Linked DNA regions of Mus musculus: region 2 is linked to region 1. Evidence: chromatin contacts called from public HiCAR-type data. All regions are on one chromosome and are shown on one strand. The core of a region is the stretch at or near the end of the contact, and the rest is flanking DNA. Distances in the headings are between cores, read along the strand shown. Region 1 overlaps Hdac4 (histone deacetylase 4). Region 2 overlaps Ndufa10 (NADH:ubiquinone oxidoreductase subunit A10).

Region 1 (3,997 bases), core at 14-2,513:
TGAGCCCGTGTTCTCCTGTTGTACGTATCAGAAAGGTGCTCTGGGGATATGCGGAGAACTCTGGACCTTTTCCTCCTCAGAAGGAAAGTTCTGTGAGGCAGTAGCCAGTATAGAAAGTACCCCTCAGCCTGGTTAGCTTTGCCTCTGGTTCCTTTATGCCAGTGTCTCTACCCAAGGAGCTGTGTGGCAGACATTGGGTTGTCACTCTGGGTATTGGTACTCAGTTTCCCCAGGTGCCATGCTTGCCCTCAGCAGGGCTGGCCTACCTGCCAGTGGGTGTAGTGTTCACCCCATACCTGGCCACAGCAGAGCAGGTCACATAGAAAAGGGCTCTGTCCAAGATCATGTCAGGCCTCTCTGGGTTCCTGTGTCATGACACAGCAGGTATGCATTCCCAGGCCCTGTGTACTCAGGAGTCCTAAGCTCTGAGGAGAAAGGATGAATTTGGGTAGGGCAGAGACAGAGACCAGGGTCCTGTGCCTGGGAGCTGTTAGCCTCGGGTGAGCCTTCGTTCCTTTCCCTGTGCCCTAAGGCTGGCATCACCTACCTCCTAGGATTGCCTGCAGTACCTGCCACAGGAACCTATTGTGTCTTCTCCTCAGCTAGAAAAATCCCTTCAGTCCTGCACATCAGTATAGGTTAGGGCACAAGGAACCTCAAAGGCCAGTAAATACCTCATGGAACAGCAGTAATTTCTGTTTTCTCTCAGTGGGCTCACCTGCCTTCCCTTATGCACTGGAGAATTCAGAGTTTAGATTTAGCCCAGGGCTCACATAGCCCTTGACTCCCTTACCACCCGTATTGTACCTCACTTTTGAGGATGTCTCAGTATCAGGCCCACACCTGCTTCTGAAGTCCCTCTGGATAGAAGATGATGAACAGGGGTGCGGTGAGGCCACAGGCACCTGCTTTGGAAGTCTGTCCAGAATGCTATGCCACTGGGGGGCAGCATTGACCAGTGTACACAAGTCGTGAGAAAAATCTCCTCTTTGTTGAGCTGGCCTTGCAGGATGAACTAACCATTCTGTGTGTCCAGATGTTGCCCTGAGGCAGCCTTCAGTTTTCAGCATTCATCAATTTCTTGTCCCCTCCCAGGAAAGTACACGCAGGCAGAAACTGTGAGGCATATTCTCAGCCAAGAAAGCAGGTGGAGCCAGGCAGGGGTAAGAACACAATAGATAAAAGCAGGGTAGCCACATCTCCTCAGTCCTTACTGCCTGTGTGGAGGCACAAGAGCACAGTAGCCAGCTCCTAGTGCAGCACAGAGCACAGTGTGTCACCATGTTCAAAGTGTCCCACAAAGGGCTAGTGTTGAGGGGATAGTAGAGCAGTGGCTTGAGGCCCCTCGAGAAGGAGCTCAGGCAGTTCCCTCACTTTAGATACTTCCTGCTATTTTTAAGCCCAGACCTTGGTTTTAGAAAACAAAGTAATAATTTATTGAAAATTATTGTGTGACAGTAAAGGGGGTCATGTTAAAAAGCAGAATTCTCTTTTTAAATGTTTTTCAAAGCTATGATTAAAATATAAGCCATCTACAATATTTTGAAATGTGATGTTATGTGCTGTTTTGTTTTCCACTTTTCAGAAAGTCAGTAATGATGTGCCTATCCCCATATTCAGGTTGCATCCCTCTGGGGCAGTGGCCTTGTCATGGTAGATAGAGCTGACACAGAAACATGTTCTCCCCTTGTGTCCCACAGTGCATCCGTGGACGCAAGGCCACATTGGAGGAGCTGCAGACAGTGCACTCGGAGGCCCACACACTCCTCTACGGCACAAATCCTCTCAACAGACAGAAACTGGACAGTAAGAAACTTCTAGGTACTCGAGACCTCCTTACATCCCTACCAGGTTTGATCTGCAAGTGATGTTTCCAGCCCTTGGCTCCTGCTGGCCAGGACAGGAAGGTTGGCTCCCACTAAGGCCACGGCGCAGAGAAGCCTAGAGCACAGTCAGCTCTGGAAGCTGTTCAGGAATGCTTACGGCCAGGGGTACCCAGCCCTTGCCCTATTTGCAGTTCCTTTCTAAGACTGCTGAGGGGAAGGCTCAGAGCAGGCCTGGAGAGTCCCTGGCCTGGCCACACTGAAGCCATTGGTTAGACTCGGGAGCTGAGTCTTGCCCCTGTCAGTCAGCACTCCTATGGGCAGGTTCTTGCTAGCAGAGACTCATCCTGCATCAGCAGAAGGGGCTTTATCAAATAAAAGTAGGCTTTGACAAACTGTGGGGCCCTATGTAATCCCAGAGTGCACTCTACATCACCAACCTGGCTTACCCCACAGACTCCAACTGCTCAGAGACAGTGATTTTTGCAGTGATCCAGAACTACAGGCAGTAGAAACAGAGACAGAGCTAGAGTTTCTTCTGGTCTCTTCCTTGAGACTCTGACTTCAGGTCGTGGTCCCACAATGGGGGTTCTTGGGCTGCACTAAGCCTGTCTCCCTCTCACCCTCTCTAGTGGGCCCTTTGAGTGCTTGCCTTCACCCTCAATCAGGAGACAGGGGACCCCTCTGCGGGTACTCAGCCAGTCCAAAGAGTACTGCCAGTGAGGGCTCCCAGCAGACATGTTCTCCAAGCTCTTGATGCTGTGCTCACACAGAGCCCTTCTGTGGTGTAGCCTGGTCTAGTGATAGTACCAAGGAGCAGATGGGAGTGGGATGGGTTTATGCTAGAATTTCAGGGCGCCTCTTGCCAGATTACACGGACCTAGGAGTTAGACCCTGGCAGGCAGCAATGAGGAAGTCTTAAGAGTGAATAGTAGGGCATGGCATGGGGCACTCCACAGAGAACTGGGGTGTGCTCTGCCTCCCTCCTGTCCCTGCCACCCAACACTGTTACTGCTGCCAAATAAACAGGAGGGCAGGCCTCTTGCAGCCTAGGAGTTCCATTCCTTAGCGTTCTTTCTCAGCCACTGGGGAACACTGCCAGCCTAGATGAGATGAAGCCAGAAGCTGCTCAGCAGCCAGAGGACAGCCCTGTGGCCCCATGGGAAACAGTCAGAGTAGCCTGGGATGTGTGGTCCAGGTGCTGTCTGCTACTGACCCAGGCTGGATGCAGGGCTATCATAGGTCTTCTGGGACTTTCACTCTTCAGGCCATGCCTTTTGTTTTGCCCTCTATAGCCCACTGTCCTGCACATGGGACCCTTGGCTATAGAGTACTCTCCACACAGGAGCAGGACAGAGCCAGCTAGACAAGTGCCCTCCTAGACTCAAGCCATTCCTCAGCCATCCCTTCCTCAACCCACCAAAGTTACCAACCTGAATTTTTTGAATTTTAAGCTAGTTTCAAACCAGAACATTCATAGAACTAGATGTGTACCATGTGGTACAGAAGTGTCTGTGCAAGGCTTGGGACATGATCACTCAGTGCCCACCAGTCACGTGAACACTGCTCCTCAGCTCATGGCCAGCACCGCTCTCCTGAGGCCCATTTCTGCCAGGGTCTTTTTCTTTTATAGACTATTTCCCCATGCCCCACACCCTATACTCACCCCTGCGTCCCAGCAGCTGTGTGGTGGACTCTGTTGCTACACCTGTGTCGCTGGACGCAGTTGGTGCCCATAGCTCACTTTTTCCTTCCTGCTAAGCTTCGCACATTGACACTGCAGAAAGTACCTGCTCCATCACCACCTAACCCCCAAGACCCACGCTTAAGTTTCTACAGCGTCCTCACCACAGACCTACACAAATGTCTTTGACCTAAGTACTTGAAACATTGTAATAGCAGTTATCCCAAGCCCTGTTAACATAGCCCTAATTAGATGTTTAAATACTGCTGTGCTTTTCTTTCCTTTTTCAATCCACACGTTTCTCTGCTGTGTACAAAGGCCATTTGTAGTTCTTCACTGATGTGCCTTTCCACATAGGACTGAAGTGAGTGGCAGGTGTGGTGGGCTGGATGCCATCCCTAGAGACAAGGAGGGGCCTAACAGCCGTGCTGGAGAGGAGAACCTGGCGTGGGTGACTCTAAAGCAGGCTAAGCAGACCTCTGAAAGCCTG
Region 2 (4,523 bases), core at 457-2,956, 470 kb before region 1:
CCTCCGCCCAGCCGTGTCATAGCCATGGAGATGCCTGCTCTGCCCAACTCTGTGAACTCCAGAGCTTTCCAAGACAACAGGAAAAAAAGCAAATGATCAAGAAATTGCCAGAAAAAAAAAAAAATCTAACAAAAAGAGTCTGACCCACGCCTGGGCAGAGATGAAAGAATCAGCGTCCACTGAAAAGGTTCTGGAACCTTCTAGTGATGTTTTGGAATCATCTGGAGGAGAAACAAAGCAGAGCTGGTCTGCTGAAAGCCCAGCTCCCACTGGAAGCCCCGTGCCCCAGTGCTGTTCCCTTGAACCCTTCCAACTTGAAGAAATAAAGCCGGCTCTGTAGCCCCTCCTCCTGTGTCTGCGTGGCACACTTGTGCCTGGTGCCTAAGGATGCTCAGCCCTGCGCCCCCCACCCACCCACCCCTGCACTTTGGGTCTCTCACACACTGTTGAAGCGTCTTTTCTGAAGCATTTGTTCTTTTCTGAAGCACATTAGAGCAAAAGGGTGAAGAATGGCCACAGACTAGCAGAACCGAGTCTTAGAGCAGGCTCGCTTTCTCTTATCTCTGAAGAGCAAGCTGAGCATAGGGTGTGGGGTAGTACAGATGATGCTATCCAAAATGAGGGTGCCAGTCCCAGGTGAAAGAGCAGTGGCATCTTATTGTTCTCCTGCATGGGAACCTGGGGGGAGAGTCCTTAGGAGCGGGTGTCAATCTGAATTGCTGTCCTAAGCTGTGAGTTTGTACTGAGACCCCTGCTGTGGCTGCTCCAAGCACATGTAACTTGCATTTAACTTAATTAAAACTTAATGAAATTTAGCACTCAGTTCCCTGGTAGCACTGGGCTCCATTCAGGCACACACAGAACACTGTTGGAGAGCAGGTCAATATTAGGCAGTACAGAAGAGAACACTTTGATCTTCCAGAAAAGCTGGCCTTACTGCTGGGGCCACCTACCTGCCTGCGGCCCCTCCCCCTCCCCTTCTGAAATGGGCCAGCCCTGGGATTCTGTGGTTTGAGTAGCTTGTGAGCCCCCTGAGAAGGGTCAAAGAGAAAGAAAGCATCTTTATCTTGGCTCTGCGTGCTATCCCTGGCTGGGTGGCACTGCTGCCCCTGAAGGCCCACAGAACAGGCATGCAGCGTTGTGAGAAGTAGGTCCTGGGCCACAGTCCAGAGACCTCAGCCATGGTGGCTAGCACGTCAGGACAGAGTCAGGACACTCGGACCCTAAGAGTCCTTCCAAGTGCTTGTTTCTTCCCCTGATGACTCTACTCCCTGGGTGTAGTGTGACACTTGTGATTAGTGTTGCTACAGAAGTCCATCTGCCCATTTCCTGTGTTCACTCGGGCAAAAGAGGGTGAGTATTCTCCAGTCTCCAGGACTAAGCCCTGAGGACTGGTAAATACTCTGGTATGGCATTGATGCAGTCCCTCATCAGTCTCACCAGAGTCTCTACTGCCCTTTAGAGCTTGGATCAGAGCTGAAAGATAACCACACACTTTGAATAGCCCACATTGGCAGCCGCCTCTGCACTTTGAGGATCAGGAACAGGGCGCTGTTTTAACACTGGTTCTGTGTTTTCTGTTGACAGAGGAAGTCCTCATGGACTTAAGGCTCTCGTGGTTTCCTCCATCTTCAGTAGCGCTAGGCTCAGCCTGCAGCCTGGTGGCAGCTGGCATGCTCCCCAGGTATCTGACTGCTGCCAATTGCAACCCTCCACACAGCAGTGGTGCTACAGCAAATAGCCGTTCACCAGGCAAAGCAATTCAGTAAGGGCAGCATGTGACTAGGTGGCCACTTCAGGATGAAGAATACCAGAGGGTTCAAGGACCGGCAGTCAGGCTACACTTTGTAAGTGGGTGCCTGGCCAGTGCAACAGGAATGAACAATGTTCTCTTGCTTGACACGGGCCCCTCTTCTAAAGCCTGCTGGCTCCTAATTGCTTGGAAACATCCTGTGTTCTGTTTACCAAAACGGACTTCTGGATTGGCTGTGAGCAGTATGTGCTGGCGCCAAGGAGCCAGGCAGGCCTGCCCTGGGGCTGATGAGCAAGGTTAGCGCTGTAGCACCAGGCTACAAGGGCGTTGAAAGGAGACAGCTCAGAGCTGGGTGAATGGAGGAAAGAGCCTGAGGCACCCTGGCCTCTTCATCTAATATAAAGCCAGCCCTGAGGGCAGTGCTTCTGCCAGGACCTCAGCCCTCAGGTCCTTTCTTCCTGTTGGGTTTCTTTAGCGGGAAACTCATGTGAAAGGAAGCAAACCCAGGATTAGAAGATGACTGGAATTTGAGGGAAATTGCCCTTTTAAGCTGCAAGGCCCTGGACTTGTCCGGAGACCCAAGCTCTGAGTTTTGGTGTGTCCTGCTCTCTCTGGAATTCTCACCAGACACCCTAGGACCAGAGATTTGCAGTATAGGCTTACCGCAAGGGGTCTTCAAAGCAGTATAACAAAGCACCCAAAAGTGCTTGGCTTTTACTACATTTTTTAGTATCCTGACAGAATGTCAAACAAATCCTTTACACCTGCATTTTCCTAGAACGAGGTGGTGCCAGCAGCAGCAGGATCTTTTTCATGCTGTGCGGATTGAAAGCAGAGGGCCCCTGTCTTCCTGCCAAACTCAGTAGCCTCAGGGCAAAGCGAATGGACTTGCCCAGAGCCAGGGTATTCCAGGGGTGGGAGCATAGCCCAGTGGGCTGTGAATGAGGCTCAGCCAGCAGATCAATGGCAAGAAATGAAATGTGCCTCCTTGTAGCCAACCTGGGAGCCAGACTGAGACAAAGACACATACACACACACACACACACACACACACACACACTGGCTTCCTTCCTCACAGCCCCAGGGGGCACTGCCCAGCAGATGGTAAGATCCAAATGTGGGGATCCTCCATCTCAGACATCCCTAGCACTCCCTGCACCCTTCAGTCCTCTCCACAGCCTGAAGCAGGGAAGTGCAAGATCAGCTTCGAATTGAAGCTATCTGTGGGCCATGCTTTGCCTGCAGGAGGCACAGGGTGTCCACCTGGTTGGCATTCCCTGCATGCAGCCCCACAGATCTGCTTGGCTCCATCCTTCAGTCTGACCTTTAGAGGCTCTGGTTGTTCGGAGAACAACGGAGCAGTGGAGAGGTGAGGGGTGAGGCAGAGCTAGAGAAAGCCTCATGGTGGGTAAGAGCTGGCCAATGTAATAAACTGCGCTGGCTTGAAGGACCCTCTAGCCTGGAAATGGATGCAGGTGTATTTATACAGGAAATGGGTCACGGCTGGTAGGGGCCTGCAGGTATGGCCAGATGTGTGCACCTGCTCTTAATCACTTCATCCTACAAGTCCTCCATCAAAACAGTTACTTTTGACAAGGGTCATTGTGTTATCAACCTGTTAATCCACTGGCTGGTTCAGTTCCAACTTTCTCAGTGACTGGGCTGGAGAGAGTGGCTGTCCCCAGACCCTGTTACTGATGAAACCCAGGTAATGAAAGGACTCTTCCTTTGTGAGAGTGGGAGAGAAGCCTTACTGATCACCTTACGTCACAGACAACCTTCAGGCCCTGAGCTCACTCCTGTCACAAGACAGGAGTAATCCATTGAGGAACTGTAGCCACAAAAAGAAGGAAGCCCCAGCATTCTTAGATACCCCCCAGCACACAGAGGTCCTGTGTGATTTATGTAGAGAGCCGAATGTGGATATGCTGTCTGCGCTGTGCTCTGTACGCTGTGCCTTGGGAGGGACTGGGAGTCACTCCTGATATCCCTGGCTCCTTAGCACTCACATATCTTATATCTGAACTCTTAAGAGTTGTCAGTGGGAGGTTAAAAGGTACCCATCAGCCGATACCCTATCAGCCATGGTGCCTGAGCACAGGGCTCCCACCTAGGGCCATTCTCCAGAGTCTGTATTTTGTTGGTAGTGGTGATAGGTTGGTTTATTTGTTGGTTGGTTTGTTTTTTCGAGGCAAGGTTTCCCTGTGTGGCCTTGGCTATCCTGGAACTCATTCTATAGACCAGGCTATCCTCAAACCCAGAGATCCAACTGCCTCTGCCTCCCCTTAGTGCTGGGATCAAAGGCATGGACCACCACCATTTCAGATTCATTTTTTTTAAAGGCCACATGAGTCATATTGCCACTCTGGGAGGTGACAATAGCTGCGACTAAGGATGAGCAGCCATTGTCCAAACAATACGCTCTGGCTACTGCCCAGTGGGAAGTGTCTCTCTGCAGCGTGGGTATCCTGCTGGAGCTCAGCCCTTGAATCCATCTCTTCAGGGGCTCTTGCTTTCGCACAGCATGCAGAGTCCTAAGACCTATGAGCCACCCAGTCTTGAGGACAGACCCTGAGGAGGTCTAGATGTCCTGGCTGCTTAACCTGGAGATGGTCTCTGGGCAAAGAGAATCTCAAGGTCCATACAATAAATTGGCCCTTGATACTCTGTTTTCCCACATCCCTGTATCTCATGTGGAACACACCTCTGCCCTCAGGATTCCCCATGCAGCTGCTACCCAGATACCAGCTGCCTATTGTCAAGTCTCTGC

Evidence for each region. HiCAR-type assays count read pairs that join an accessible place to other places.
Region 2: a HiCAR-type map of astrocytes shows a contact between it and region 1, with 8 times the contacts expected there. The contact joins two enhancer-like sites. A contact is called at or near these places in 3 of 15 datasets of contacts at CTCF or cohesin (embryonic stem cells, large pre-B cells and stem cell-derived epiblast-like cells), 25 of 484 Hi-C or Micro-C datasets (CD8 T cells, the HPC-5 cell line, the MPC-11 cell line and 16 more), 22 of 115 datasets of contacts at active chromatin or transcription factors (the HPC-7 cell line, SST interneurons, astrocytes and 12 more) and 2 of 9 other capture datasets (embryonic stem cells and embryonic trunk).

The regions. Positions count from the first base shown.
Region 1 is chr1:91,966,162-91,970,158 of GRCm38.p6, reverse strand. Hdac4 (histone deacetylase 4) reads left to right here. Exons shown (of 27, transcript NM_207225.2): 16 at 1,701-1,806. Among named protein-coding and RNA genes, the nearest start is that of Gm46242, 88 kb to the right of the region's middle. Within about 2 kb of position 1,263, at least 29 of the 459 cell types and tissues checked have an H3K27ac peak or open chromatin away from gene starts, as enhancers often do. A contact at or near this core is called in astrocytes, cerebral cortex, neural stem cells and 2 more, where this site is marked.
Region 2 is chr1:92,435,309-92,439,831 of GRCm38.p6, reverse strand. Ndufa10 (NADH:ubiquinone oxidoreductase subunit A10) reads left to right here. Exons shown (of 10, transcript NM_024197.1): 10 at 1-124. Among named protein-coding and RNA genes, the nearest start is that of Mir6900, 27 kb to the left of the region's middle. Within about 2 kb of position 1,706, at least 105 of the 459 cell types and tissues checked have an H3K27ac peak or open chromatin away from gene starts, as enhancers often do. A contact at or near this core is called in astrocytes, cerebral cortex, neural stem cells and 2 more, where this site is marked.